Regions from separate parts of the Mus musculus genome. Here all the other regions are linked to region 1. The links are chromatin contacts, called in public HiChIP or PLAC-seq maps. All regions are on one chromosome and are shown on one strand. The core of a region is the stretch at or near the end of the contact, and the rest is flanking DNA. Distances in the headings are between cores, read along the strand shown. Region 1 overlaps Pip4k2b (phosphatidylinositol-5-phosphate 4-kinase, type II, beta). Region 2 holds the start of Cacnb1 (calcium channel, voltage-dependent, beta 1 subunit). Region 3 has its middle 15 kb from the start of Arhgap23.

Evidence for each region. HiChIP or PLAC-seq counts read pairs in DNA pulled down with a chosen protein or histone mark.
Region 2: a contact with region 1 is called in an H3K4me3 HiChIP or PLAC-seq map of bone marrow-derived macrophages, with 3 times the contacts expected there. The contact joins the promoter of Cacnb1 here to the enhancer-like site in region 1. A contact is called at or near these places in 1 of 39 promoter capture datasets (liver), 10 of 115 datasets of contacts at active chromatin or transcription factors (bone marrow-derived macrophages, craniofacial prominence, double positive thymocytes and 6 more) and 2 of 9 other capture datasets (adipose tissue and liver).
Region 3: a contact with region 1 is called in an HNF4G HiChIP or PLAC-seq map of pancreatic cancer cells. The contact joins two enhancer-like sites. A contact is called at or near these places in 1 of 39 promoter capture datasets (pre-B cells), 2 of 115 datasets of contacts at active chromatin or transcription factors (embryonic stem cells and pancreatic cancer cells) and 2 of 9 other capture datasets (embryonic stem cells and liver).

What each region holds. Positions count from the first base shown.
Region 1 is chr11:97,725,947-97,730,008 of GRCm38.p6, forward strand. Pip4k2b (phosphatidylinositol-5-phosphate 4-kinase, type II, beta) reads right to left here. Exons shown (of 10, transcript NM_054051.1): 3 at 3,608-3,704; 4 at 759-911. Among named protein-coding and RNA genes, the nearest start is that of Pip4k2b, 17 kb to the right of the region's middle. Within about 2 kb of position 2,510, at least 128 of the 459 cell types and tissues checked have an H3K27ac peak or open chromatin away from gene starts, as enhancers often do. A contact at or near this core is called in bone marrow-derived macrophages, double positive thymocytes, pancreatic cancer cells and 1 more, where this site is marked.
Region 2 is chr11:98,020,476-98,024,520 of GRCm38.p6, forward strand. Cacnb1 (calcium channel, voltage-dependent, beta 1 subunit) reads right to left here and starts at 2,152. Exons shown (of 14, transcript NM_001282977.1): 1 at 1,867-2,152. The coding sequence starts at 1,950. It also overlaps a transcript of Rpl19 not described here.
Region 3 is chr11:97,432,951-97,437,587 of GRCm38.p6, forward strand. It overlaps a transcript of Arhgap23 not described here. Among named protein-coding and RNA genes, the nearest start is that of Arhgap23, 15 kb to the right of the region's middle. Within about 2 kb of position 3,056, at least 342 of the 459 cell types and tissues checked have an H3K27ac peak or open chromatin away from gene starts, as enhancers often do. A contact at or near this core is called in pancreatic cancer cells and pre-B cells, where this site is marked.

The DNA.
Region 1 (4,062 bases), core at 1,260-3,759:
AGATCGATCCTTCCCCCCTTTTATTTTTTAATTACACTTGATTGGTTAATTTTACGTGGTACTACATGCTTGTGGAAGTCAAAAGACACCTTGCAGGAACCAGTTCTCTCCTTCAACCCTGTGGACTGAATTCAAGTCATCAGGTATGGTGGGTAGACTGGATGAGAACGGCCTTCGCGGGCTCAGCTGTTTGGACACTTGGTCCTCAGCTGGTAGCATTGAGTGGGTAGCTTTAGGAGATGGGGCCTTGCTGGAAGAAGTATGTCACTGCAGGGGGGCTTTGAGGTTTCAAAGCTACACACCAGTCCCAGTTTGCTCTCTTGGCTTCCTGCTTTCAGTTCAAGATGTAAGCTTTCTTTCGGCCTGCAACTCTACTCCACTATCATGGATGCTAACCCCTTGGAACTGCAAGCCCAAATAAATTCTTCTAAAAGGTGTCTCAGTCATGGTGATTTTCCACAGCACTAGAAAAGTATCTAACAGATCAGCGGCAAACACCCTTGCCCACTGAGATGTCGCATAGGCCCCCAATTTTTTAATTCTCTGAGCTGTTTCTGTCAGGTGTTTTGCCACAGCAATGAGAAAAGGGACCAATGTACAAGGAAATGCCTGCCACTACCAGAGTAGACCTGGCCTCCCCGCCAATCCCTGCTGCTGCAGCTCTCTCTTTCCCTCTCCCAACCCATTCTCCACAGCCCAGGCCTGTGACTCCTCATAGCTGCAGGCATTACACAGCCCGGGCGTGGGCCTCCCCATACCTGGTGGTATTTCTTTAGGATGTTGTGCATCTCGGCCACATCCTCACTTGACACAGTCTTGATGACGAAACGCCGGTCATAGGTGGTGAGGAAGCGAGTGCCACACCTGCCCTGGCTGTCACTGTTGATAGGTGCACTGCGTGTCACTGAATTCTGAGGGGTCCAAACAGAAGCAATTGATTTTGATGAGAAACACAGTTTGTTTGTTTGTTTGTTTGTTTGTTTGTTTGTTTGTTTCCCTTCTCTTTCCCACAGTGCTAAGAGGTGAACTCAGGGCTTTGTGCATGCTGGAGAAGCACCCCCCTGCTGAGCTACCTCTCCATCCCTAAGATCCTGGCTTCAACTCAGAACTTCTACAGACAGACAAACACCGAGGCAGAGGTGCCCAGGGTGGACGTCTCCTAGCCCCTTTTTTCTTAGGGTGTTCATATCCCTGGCTGCAGTGCTTCTCCAGATAACCAGAGCTGCTCCGACCTTTGACCTCAGACGAGGCTCTGTGTTTGATGTGTGACACGTCTGTTCTCACCCCCAGAGCTGCTCTCGAAACTAGAACCGCCTCAGTGTGAGGTGACCGAGTTCTCATCTTGACCCTCACAAGCAATATGGCCTCAAGCGAGCTGCTTAAAGTTTCGACACTCGGGACACAGGGAGACAGACCAAGGGGACCACTGAGTCTCTTGGGTAACAGAACTTAGGAAAGATTCAAAAGGCCCAGCTCAGGGAGCCACGGGCATGGATGCCTCTTTCCTAGGTATTGATCCCATCACTTGAAAGGATGATGTCATCTCTCTTGCCAGTGCCTCCCTTGGGTGGGCCTGCCTCATCTGTGCATGTCGGAAGGCAATGAGAGGGGCCTGTGCTTCCGTCTCTCGTCCTCTGTCCCCCGCTATGCTCAGAGAAGCCCAGAGAGGGTGAGACATGTATATAGACAAGGGCATGTGGACTTCAGGAGGTAAGATGCAGGGGTGATCCTGCTGCCCAGGTTACTAAAATCACACCCGCTGGGACCTGTTCCCAGGGAGGTTCTTTGCCCAACCTTCCCCAATCTCATGAAGTCCTTCTTGGTCACTTAATACAACCTCACAAAACCTTCTGGAGGGGCCGGAGAGATGGCTTAGTGGTTTGAAACATCTATTCCCAGCACATAACAGTAACTCCTACTCCAGGGGAATCCGATAGCTCTGAGTGCCATGGCACTGGCTCACACATACCACACACAGACACACCCGTAATTAAAAATAAAATGACTTAAATATAAAGGCCAGGTTTGATGACACACATCTTGAATCTCAGTACTCAGGAGATAGAGACATGTGGATCTCTGTGAATTCAAGGTTAGCCTGGTCTACATAGCAGGTGCCTGGTTAGTCAGAGCTCCATGATAAACTCAAAAGACAAATGAGCAACAGCAACAACAACAACAATAACAACAACAACCCCATGGGGAACCAGCACTCTCTTCCCAGGGGCAGCAATACCAAGAGGTCGGGAGTGCTGGCATTCAGTAGTAAGGGTGCTAAATTAAAGAAGCCTGTCCTATAAGTCCCCAGCCCAAAAAAGGTGAGTAGGCTGTGTCAACCAGGTGTCCTCTCTCCCTGCCTGGCCCTGTAACAGTAAGCCAGGTGAGGATTGATACACAGCCCTGCCGCCTGCCTTGTGTGCAGCATCTGGGACTCCCGAGCACTTTGAACACATGAGCTAAGCGTCCCCTCCCTGAACAGCAGCCTTGTTGCCCTCATTTCAGCCTTGAGCACGTCATGTGCCCAAAAGGCTATTAGAGGCAGGATGCAGACACGGAGAGGATGTGGTGAGACAGCCCAGGGACAGGGGACAAACCACAGGGGAAGGAACAGAGCCAAGCCACTTGGGGTGGCAGAAATGGCAAGACATTTTCAGAAAAGCAGACTCCATTCAGGTTATGACTGGGTTCAGGGTTTGCTCTCAGCAGAGGAGCTGGAGGCGACCTCAGGACTTCTCAGCCATGGACCTTTCCTCCGGCTTAGGTCCGTCGCAAGCCTGGCGTGTGCTCTCCCCTCCTTCCTCAGGACACTAATAGCTGCCTGTGTGGCCTCCTGAGTGGGGGGAGGGGAAGGGAAGGCTCTCATCTCCAGACCCTGTGAATTCTAGCAGGTTCACAACAGAGCTTTCTGGGGTTTAGGCACTTGTTTTTGATCCCGCTGTGGTATCAGCACAGGTGACTGAAAAAGTCACTGCTTAAGGGCAAAGGAAATCTCCACCTTCACTAGCAGGCTGTGTGCCAGGAAAAGAAGGGGCTCTAAGCGCAAGGTAGAGCCGGTGCAGAGCCATGGCTGCTGAGTCAGACTCTGCTGCCCTGACTGACATTCCCCATAGGCCAGTGGCTTCTAGGACAGGATCATGCTCTGAAGGCAGCAGTCGCCCGTCCCCGGCCCACCACCGGGAAGACAGGGGGCACGCTCAGGAGTGGTGCTCTAACTTGGCAGTAGGATGATGTAGGTTGCTACCCCTGATGCCTTTCTTTGCTAATCTGTCTTACCTGCTTTTAACAGGCCTCCTTGCATGCACGCTCTATCTCAGTCAAACTACCAAGGAAGGGTTCTTCAGCCTAGACTGGGCGTGTCAGACTGACAAAAAGCTGCTCCCACACAGCAATCTCCCGCTGCTCCCCCCTCCCACCCCCCCAAAGCAGGAGCATCCTCTAAGGCTCCTACAGGCTTACCAGTCCTGGTCTGCTGGCACTAGGCGTGAGCTTGGACAGGGAGATGCAGTAGCCCAGGGACAGCTGACACTCTGACCCCTGCCCATCTTGTGGCTTCCTGACCCCCACATCTCTGAATCCCCCTGCTGTGCCAAGACAGCTCCGTACCTACCTGGTAGTCCTGGTCATCGATGCCGAACCTCTCCCTGAGGTTTCGGAACACCATGGGGCAGTACTCCTTGAACTTGAAGCGGCTGGGGAGGTTTTCCCTGGAGGAAGCAGACACAGGCTTTGTGAACCACCCTAACTCAGCCTGAGCAACACCAGAGCCTTCAAAGCGTGGCCTGGAGAAATTCTGGAAGTGAGTCTCAAAATCTGCATTTTATTTTCTTCCTTCCTTCCTTTCTTTCTGTTTGCTTGTTTTTTGTTTTTGTTTTTGTTTTGAGGTCTCACTCTGTAGACCAGGCTGGCCTTGAACTCACCCTCCGCCCACCTCTGCCTCCAGAATGCTGGCGTTAAAAGAATGTACCAGGCTGGAAAGATGGCTCAGCTGTTAAGAGCACTGACTGCTCTTCCAGAGGTTCTGAGTTCAATTCCCAGCAACTACATGGTGGCTCACAACCATCT
Region 2 (4,045 bases), core at 902-3,401, 290 kb after region 1:
TGGCAATCAGTGTTTATATTCCCCCCCAAGGCAGGATTCACTCTACTCCCACGCCAGCTGCTACTGCCCATGCCCCATCCCCATCATACTAACCCTGCTCCATCCATCTAAAGGCCCTGTGGCCCCACCCCAAGCTGAGACTAGAACATATACTCCTGCCAGTACCAGGTAAGATGGTTAATCTCTCTTAGTGGGCTCTAACTGGGGTGGGGGATCCTGTCTGACCTCTCATATGCCAAAGTTATGGCATTGAGTGTCTCTTTGCTTCCTATATGGGAGCTGCTTCTGTGCCCCCCTCATACACACACACACACACACACACACACACACACACACACACACACACTCATATTTCATATTCTTGGCCCTTGCCCAGTACAGGATGGGCAGAATGCCCAAAAGCTCCTGCCCCTAACCTCTATCCCAGACTTTCTTTGACCAAAGAGCCTAGAGGCACCTCAGCGACACTGCAGGCTCTGGCTCCTGAGACCTGGTGACAAGGAAGCTGGTGAGCCAGGCATAGTGACTCACACCTGTGATTCTCTACTCTTTGGAGGTAGAGGCAGGAGGATCATAAGTTCAAGGCCAGCATTGACTATATAAGATTCTATCACACACACACACACACACACACACACACACACACACACACACACACGAATAATAGGACTGAATATTCTATGATCCTCTTTCCTTCTCTAAAACTGAGCATACAGCTAAACTAGTTTTGAGGCTCTCTACAGACCTAAGAGCATTCTACAGTGAACCTCAAGACTCTTTCACAGCACTACCTCACCCCAGCTGGGCAAAGGGAGTGGCCTTCAGAGGGACAGGGGACAGCTGAAAGGAAGGCATCAGTCAGCTGCCTCCCAGACTCCAAGGGGCCTGGGGTGGAGAGACGAAGTATTTTTAGGTCTGACCTGACCCCCCCCCCCATACACACCCATCAACCACATCATGTTGCTTACAGTTGCTCCAGGCTGGCCACAGCAATGCAAGTGTTAATGCTATCCTTGGAGAAGGACAAGTCCTAGAGAAATCCCCTGGCATGGCCACCACATGCCCTGCTGGTCATTCTAGGGGGACCTTGTATGCCCAAGAACGCCCCTACCTAGGAATAACCCAGGCACATAGGAAAAGTGAACGTGCTAGAGGGCAGCGCCCCTCCCCCAGGTAAAACAGCGACCTCCACTCCAAGACAGTGAGTTGGCACCCATCCAACTTTCCAAACTTTGGCGGCTCCCACCCCTTGGGGCAGGGGGTGGGGTAAGCTAATGTGGGTGTTGGGAGTAGGGAAACATCCAAGACAGGGATGGAGACCAGGTGACTAGGGGAGGGCCTCCCTGAGCTGATCTCTTCTCCACCTTCGAAAGCCAATGTCTGAGCCTTCGAAGGCCTGTTGGCAACGCCCTCTGACCATCGTCTAGGCCTTTTCCCAGTATTACCCCCGCCCCACCCACACCCACTAGCGCCCCTAAACGTGCTCTGCGTCGCCCCCCTCGCCCGATTCGCTCTCCAGCCTCCCTCCAACTCCGCTTCTCAAGGCCTGGATTCCCCCCAACCCCCATCAGCATCCCCGCTGTCAGCCTGCTGGAGCCAGTACCCCAGCAGCAGGAACCTGGACGCGGGGGAGACCTGGAGGCGAGGTTGACAGGCATTCCAACCGCCTCCTCTCCGCTCCGCAGCACCGCAACCCGACTCGGACCAATAGTCCATCGATCATTAACCCTCGAGAATGGAGGGTCGCGCAGACACCCCTCTCCCATCCACGCGGGGCATATAACCCTTTCCTTCCCGGGGCTTTCCAAGCCGACCCCAAGATCCGTAGGAGCGGCCCTTTCCCTCGAGCTTGCCACCTCGCCTTACCTGTGGGCTGGGGTCGAAGACCTCCATAGGGATCTCTTGGGAAGGTGGGTAAGGGCCCCGGGACATGCCGCTCTTCTGGACCATGGAGAGGATCCTCCGGTCCGGCCGCCCTCCCAGCCCAGCCGGGCGCTCTCAGCGCATGGGAGAGGCCGTCCGAGCCCAGAGCAGCGCGGCGTCGCGCAGCCAGCACCGGGTGCAGTCTCCCAGCTGGACCTCCGGCTGCACGCTCGCCGCCTTGCTTGCCCTCCCGGCTCGCGCTGTGCTCTCTGCGGCCGCTGCCGCCGTCGCCGCCGCCGCCGCCTCCGCCCCTGAAGGTTCAGCATCTCCCCCCGCCCCTCCCTCGCTCCCGCCCCGCGCCGCGGCCCCGCCCCTCGAGCCCCTCAACCGGCTGCGCGCAGACAATGGCCGAGTGGCGTAGCCCCGCTGGCCTCCAGAACGTGGAGGGGCTCGATCGCTGTCCTCCGATTAGACTGGGATGAGGGCGGCCTGCAGGGGACTAAGGGGAAACCGGCCTTGAGGCTGGGATGGAGGTGGGGGGCGTTTACCAGTGTGTGCCAAGCGTTGATGGGGGGGTGGGGAGGTGGTGAAACGCCGCTCGGTATGACTGGTACCGCCTCCCTTTCTGTCCCAAACTACTCTCTCAGCTGGTCTCCCTGAGCGACTCTAGCTTGGGCCACCGGAACTTCCCGGTCCCTGTGATCCTGGGACCTGCCTTTAACTCCTTTCTCCCCAGTGTCAGGCCCAGGCCGCCATGAAACTAGCTGAGTAGACCTCCCTCTCCAACCGGGCTCTAGGTCTACTGGCCCCAGCCGGGCCTGGATGATGGGGTGAGTGTCCAAAGAAGGCCACCAGGGACATTAGGATTGCTATCCAGGGACCCAGGAATGCTTCGACCTCATCAGTTACTGAGGTCTCATAGGCTCTTCCAAAAGGCCAGGAGTCAGGCTTGGCAAGTCCCTGTTGCTTCTAAGAGAAGGGGAAGAGGAGGAAGTATAAACGGGGGGAGGAGCTATTCAAAATTATACACCATGACTGTTGACCTAGGGTTGTCTCTCTCCTTTATCCTTGACTGAGGAACAAATGTCCCAGAACTGTGGCTCCGGCTCAGCTGGTTATTGGATCCTAAAAGGGTCGACCTCCACCAAGCAGTGGTGGAGCACACATTTAATCCCAACACTATGGAGACAGAGGCAGGTCAGCCTCATTTACATAGTGACCCTCAGGACAACCTGGGCTACATAGAGAAGCCCCGTCTCAAATAAACAAACAAGCATTCTTTGTTTCCTACAGTGTTGCTAATACTATGGTATCTTTGCCCACTGAAATTCTTGGCAAGATGAGAGAACAGTAAGAGGCCCAGAAGCTGGGTCTGATGGTGTACAGCCATGTTGGGGGCTTGAGGCCAGCCTAGATCACATCATGAGTTTGAGGCCAGCCTTAGCTACATAGAGAGACCCTGTCACAAAACATGAATGAACAAGGAGGCTGGAGAAATGGCTCAGTGGTTAAGAGCACTAGCTATTTGCTCTTCCAGAGGTCCTGAGTTCAATTCCCAGCAACCACATGTTGGCTCACAACCGTTTGTAATGGCTTCTGATACCCTCTTCTGATGTGTCTGAAGACATCTACAGTAACTCATATAAATAAAATAAACCTTAAAAAAAAACATGAATGAACAAACAAAAAAAGTCCCACAACAAAAAAATGATGGCTGGGCTTCTGGGGGTGCTTAATGAGCAGCATGGGAGCCATCTGTGGCAAGAGGACCAGTTCTTCCTCCTCCATCCAGCTCAGAGAGCAGAGAGATAAGAAGATGAAGCCGGAGCCAGTCATGGTGGCGCACGCCTTTAATCCCAGCACTCGGGAGGCAGAGGCAGGCAGATTTCTGAGTTCCAGGCTAGCCTGGTCTACAAAGTGAGTTCCAGGACAGCCAGGACTATACAGAGAAACCCTGTCTCGAAAAACAAACAAACAAAAAAGATGAAGTCAGGCAGTGGTGGTGCACGCCTTTAATCCCAGCACTTGGGAGGCAGAGTGAGGACAGCCTGGTCTTCTACAAAGTGAGTTCCAGAACCAGGGCAGTCAGGGCTACACAGAGAAACCTTGTCTCGAAAAACAAGAAGAGGAAGAAGAAGAGGAAGAAGAAGAAGAAGAAGAAGAAGAAGAAGAAGAAGAAGAA
Region 3 (4,637 bases), core at 1,806-4,305, 290 kb before region 1:
CTCACAACCATCTGTAATGGGATCTGATGCCCTCTTCTGGTGTGTCTGAAGACAGCTACAGTATACTCCTATACATAGAATAAATAAGTCATTAAGAAACATCAAGTCTGTGTTGGGGGTATGGACATGGACAGGTGAGTGCAGGGGCCCACGGAGGCTGGAGGCGTGAGTTCTGGCTGGAGCTGAGGTTGCCACAGGTGAGAGCCACGTGAGTGACATCGGTGCTGGGAACCAAGCCAAGCTTGGACTCTGGAAGAGCCCTGTGCTTTCTTAACTGCTAACCTATCTCTCCAGCCTCGAAGGAAGCCATTTCTGAGTGTACGGTTAGTTCTGTGATGTTAGTGGTTTCTGCATTGACCCGTCACCGCTATCTTGCTCAAAAGGCATCTCTGTGTCATCAAAGCAGGAAGTGAGTGCCTAGTCAATCTTCTCCAGTCCCAGGCAGCCATCTTCCTTCCTTTCTTCCTCCCTCCCTTCCTTTCTTCTTTCTTTCTTTATTTCTTCCTTTCTTTTTTAAAAACTATTTAGATGCAGGGTTTCTCTGTGTAGCCCTGGCTGTCCTGGAACTGGCTTTGTAGACCAGGCTGGCCTTGAATTCAGAGAGCTCTGCCTGCCTTTCCTCCTGAGCGCTTGGATTAGGGGCGTGCACCAGCACTGCCTGGCCTGTCTGTTTTATTTTGTGAGACTAAGTCTTGCTTTGTAGCCTCGATTGGCCTGGAGTTTGCAGTGTACACCAAGATGGCTTTGAACTCAGAGATCTGCTTGCCTTTGCCCCTCAGGTGTCATATGCCACTATGCCTGACCTAGAACACTTTTGTGAATAATACTTACGTGTTTTCTGTGCTTTTGGGTTTGTAATTGTTGGATCATATAGTAATTCTACATTGATATTTTGTTTTGTTTTGTTTGTTTGTTTTCGAGACAGGGTTTCTCTGCATAGCCCCGACTGTCCTGGAACTCACTCTGTAGACCAGGCGGCTTTGAACTCAGAAATTCGCCTGCCTCTGCCTCCCAAGTGCTGGGATTAAAGGCGTGTGCCACCACTGCCTGGCTGATTTTTTTATTAATTATTTTATTCATTTACATTTTAAATGATATCCCCCTTCCCGGTTACCCCTTCACAAAGTCCCCATCCCCCCCCATGAATTTTTGATGCATTTATTTATGTATGAGTACTGTATTTGCATGACAGAAGAAGACATCAGACCGAAGAGGGCATCAGATCCCATTTCGGATGGTTGTGAGCCACCATGTGGTTGCTGGGAATTCAACTCAGGACCTCTGTATAAGCAGCTAGTGTCCTAACCTAGGCCTTGTTATTTTGATACAGGGCCTCTCATTTTTCTAGAGCCCAACAAGTAGGCTAGGGTTGTCTGGTCAGTGAACCACAGCGAACCATTTGTTTTGCCTCCCCAGCACTGGGACAACACCGAGATTACATACACACTGCCACACCTGGACGTTTTTGGGGGGGGGCGGGGGGGGTTTGAGACAGGGTTTCTCTGTGTAGCCCTGGCTGTCCTGGAACTCAGAAATCCGCCTGCCTCTGCCTCCCGAGTGCTGGGATTAAAGGCCTGTGCCACCACGCCCGGCTTTTTTTTTTTTTAACTTTTATTTATTTATTTTTATTAACTTGCTTGGGCTTGAACTTGAGTCCTTATTCTCCCAAGGCCCTTTACTGACTGAACTATTATTCCATCCCAGCAGTTTCTGAAAGCCTGCTCTGGACAAAGGCACTCTAGGGCAAATCCACTTCTGAAAAGCAGTAGCCTTCATCCTTAGGAGCTGTCTGTCCAAAGGGAGAGGCTGCAGTTTCTTTCTCCTGTCACTAGGGACAGATAGATGCAGGCCAGGTATTCCAGAGACCCCAGCCTGCCATGGGGCTACAAGCCCTTACTCACAGGGAGCTGCCAGAAGAGAGGACACCCAGAAGACCGAAGACAGCGCAGGGGTGTCTGGGTGGAGGGATTGTGGTGGGCCCTGACCCACACTGGCTGTGGTTGCCTTGGCAATGGCCTGGGTGTTTACTTTGTGGCTGACTCCGAGCTCCCTCTCTTCAGTAAGTGCTCATTTCCCACAGAGAGCAAAGACTCTGCCTTCAGCCCCGCCCCCTCGGCGTCAGCGACCTCCTGCTGGGCTCTCGCGTGCCAGCCTGGCATACTCCTCCTCTACTGCCACACTTGGGGTCTCATGTTGTCCATTCCCAGAGGGCCTAGAGGCCAGGTCTGTGGGCCTTCTTCCCCCTGTGAGGGAAGGGAGTGTGTCTCAGCCAATAAATGCCTCGGGTCAGCTGTGGGCGGAGCTACGGTGCCTCTGTAGGTCAGCAGTGGGAGGGGCCATGATGGCAAGTTCTGCATGTGCCTTGTCACTGTGTCTTGTGCAAGCCTAGCTGAGTAGCTACGTGGCTGGATATTAAACAGCTTGCATTTTCAAGCTCCTACTGTGTACCCTGGGTCGGTGCTGAGATTTTCATTTTTTGTTTTTGAAACGGTTATGCTATCCTCTAACTGTCCTGCTTCCTCAGTTGAAAGTACAGACAGGTACTATCACACCCTGCTAAGGCTTTCTTTTGTTGATTTAATCCTTCCAACATCCTTTGGGTGAAAGTTTGGACCCACCTTCATTTTGTGTGCTGACTCCTGTCTGCGATTGTTCCTTTCCCTCCTGGACAGATGGTGGTTGGGTGCCAGGCATGGAAAATACTCCCCTGCCCCCTACCTCAGCCTCCCTCTTCCTTGGCTATGACCCACTTTGAGAGGGGCAGGGATCACTGGTGTGTCACTGTGGTCTGAGAAGGAGAGCCCAGGTAGGGAAGACCTTTTGAGTCACCTGGTGCCAGCTGTCTGGAGCAGCCCAGGGTCCCCTGCTTCGCTGCCGATGTGATGCATGTCAGTGGAGGGGGTGGGAGCTTCAGCCTGCCTGGCCTGCTTGTCAACTTGGCCTGTTAGGGCATGTCAGAAGGGGCCTCTGCTCGATCGAAGCTGGGAACTGAGCTGTGAATGGGGCTAAAGGGTGGAGGAGGCCCAGGAGGCACTGCCCTGAAGGGAGGAGACTAGGCCAGGGGGCAGGCATTGTCTGTCACATGCTCCCATGGCTACCTTAGCCCTACCTCTGGATTTGTCACTGTGTGTGAGGTTGTGGGTGGCTACGGGTCTGTGTTTGATGGTGTGAGAGACCAGATGGATAATTCTCGGGGGTGGGGGTGGGGGCTCCTATTGGTCACCTGCGGTTCGGGGACCTAAGGTCTCGGAGGAGGTGCTGAGCAAGCAGAGGAAGGAAGAGCGGGCGGGCCTGACCTTGAGCCCTGTGACTCTGGCTTCCTGAGCTCAGGCTCAGCAGTGTATCTATCAGCTTCCCTCCTTCTGTCCCTGACCCTCGGGCTCTGGGCAGCTCTCCTCCCTGCCCCTGGTTCCTGGTGACTCTGCAGACTTCTTTTCCTCTGCTTTCAACCCTCGTCTCCTGGAGGGCTAGCCTGGGACAGCCCATTACCCATTACTGCTCTTCTTTGAAGTCCAGGCCCCTGACAGCATGTCAGGATTCCCCTTTGGGTGTGAGGACTGCCTGACCCGTGTCAATGAGAGCAGCTGGCTGGGCCAGAGTCTGGAGCTGGGGGACGCTGGAGGCACTCCTGACACAAGGGCCCTGCTGGCAGGGACTGTGCGTGCCTTAGATTTCCAAGGGGTCTCACCCTGGCCCATGGCACCACTCCACATGTGGTAGTTGAATGGATAACCCAGAAGGTAATGTCGAGGGATCTAGGGGGAGGGGGGTCAGGCCCTGGGATGCAGTCCTGGTATCACAGGGGTGAAGCCTTCTCTTTCTCCATCCTTGTCTTTAAGGGGGTTGAGGTAGGAGGGTGGAGGTAGACGTGGCGGTGCATGCTTTTCTTTCCAGCACCCAGGGGGCAGAGGCAGGTGGATCTCTGTGAATCCAAGGCTAGCCTAGTCTACAGAGTTAGTTCAAAGCCTCACCTCCTCAAAAAGGAGAACAGGGGATGGAGAGATGGCTCAGAGTACACAGTGTCTTGCAAGAAGACTTGAGTTTTATTCCCAGAACCCATGTGGGTGGCTTACAGTTGTCTATAACTTCAGCTCCATGGGAGCCGATGCCTTCTTCCGTCTTCCTGTGGGGTCTGTACTCCTGTGCATGTGAACTCACACACGTTAAAAATAATAAAAATAAATCCTTTTTAAAGGTGGGAGCCAGCTGGGCCGTGGTGGCGCACACCTTTAATCCCAGCATGTGGGAGGCAGAGGCAATCGGATTTCTGAGTTCAAGGCCAACCTGGTCTACAGAGTGAGTTCCAGGACAGCCAGGGCTACACAGAGAAACCCTGTCTCGAGAAACAAACAACAACAACAACAACAAAAGTGGGAGCCAGGTATGGTGGTACACATCTGTGACTCCAGACCTTTGAGAAGTGGAGGCAGGAGTTCAAAATCATCCTTAGCCACACAGAGAATTTAAGGCCAACCTTGAAACCATGTCTAAAACACATCCATCCATCCATCCATCCATCCATCCATACATACATACATACATACATACATATATACATACATGTGTGCATACCAACTAAGAACCTTCTCTGGTTGTAAATGCCTGTAAATCTCAACATTCAGGAGGCTAAGGCAGAG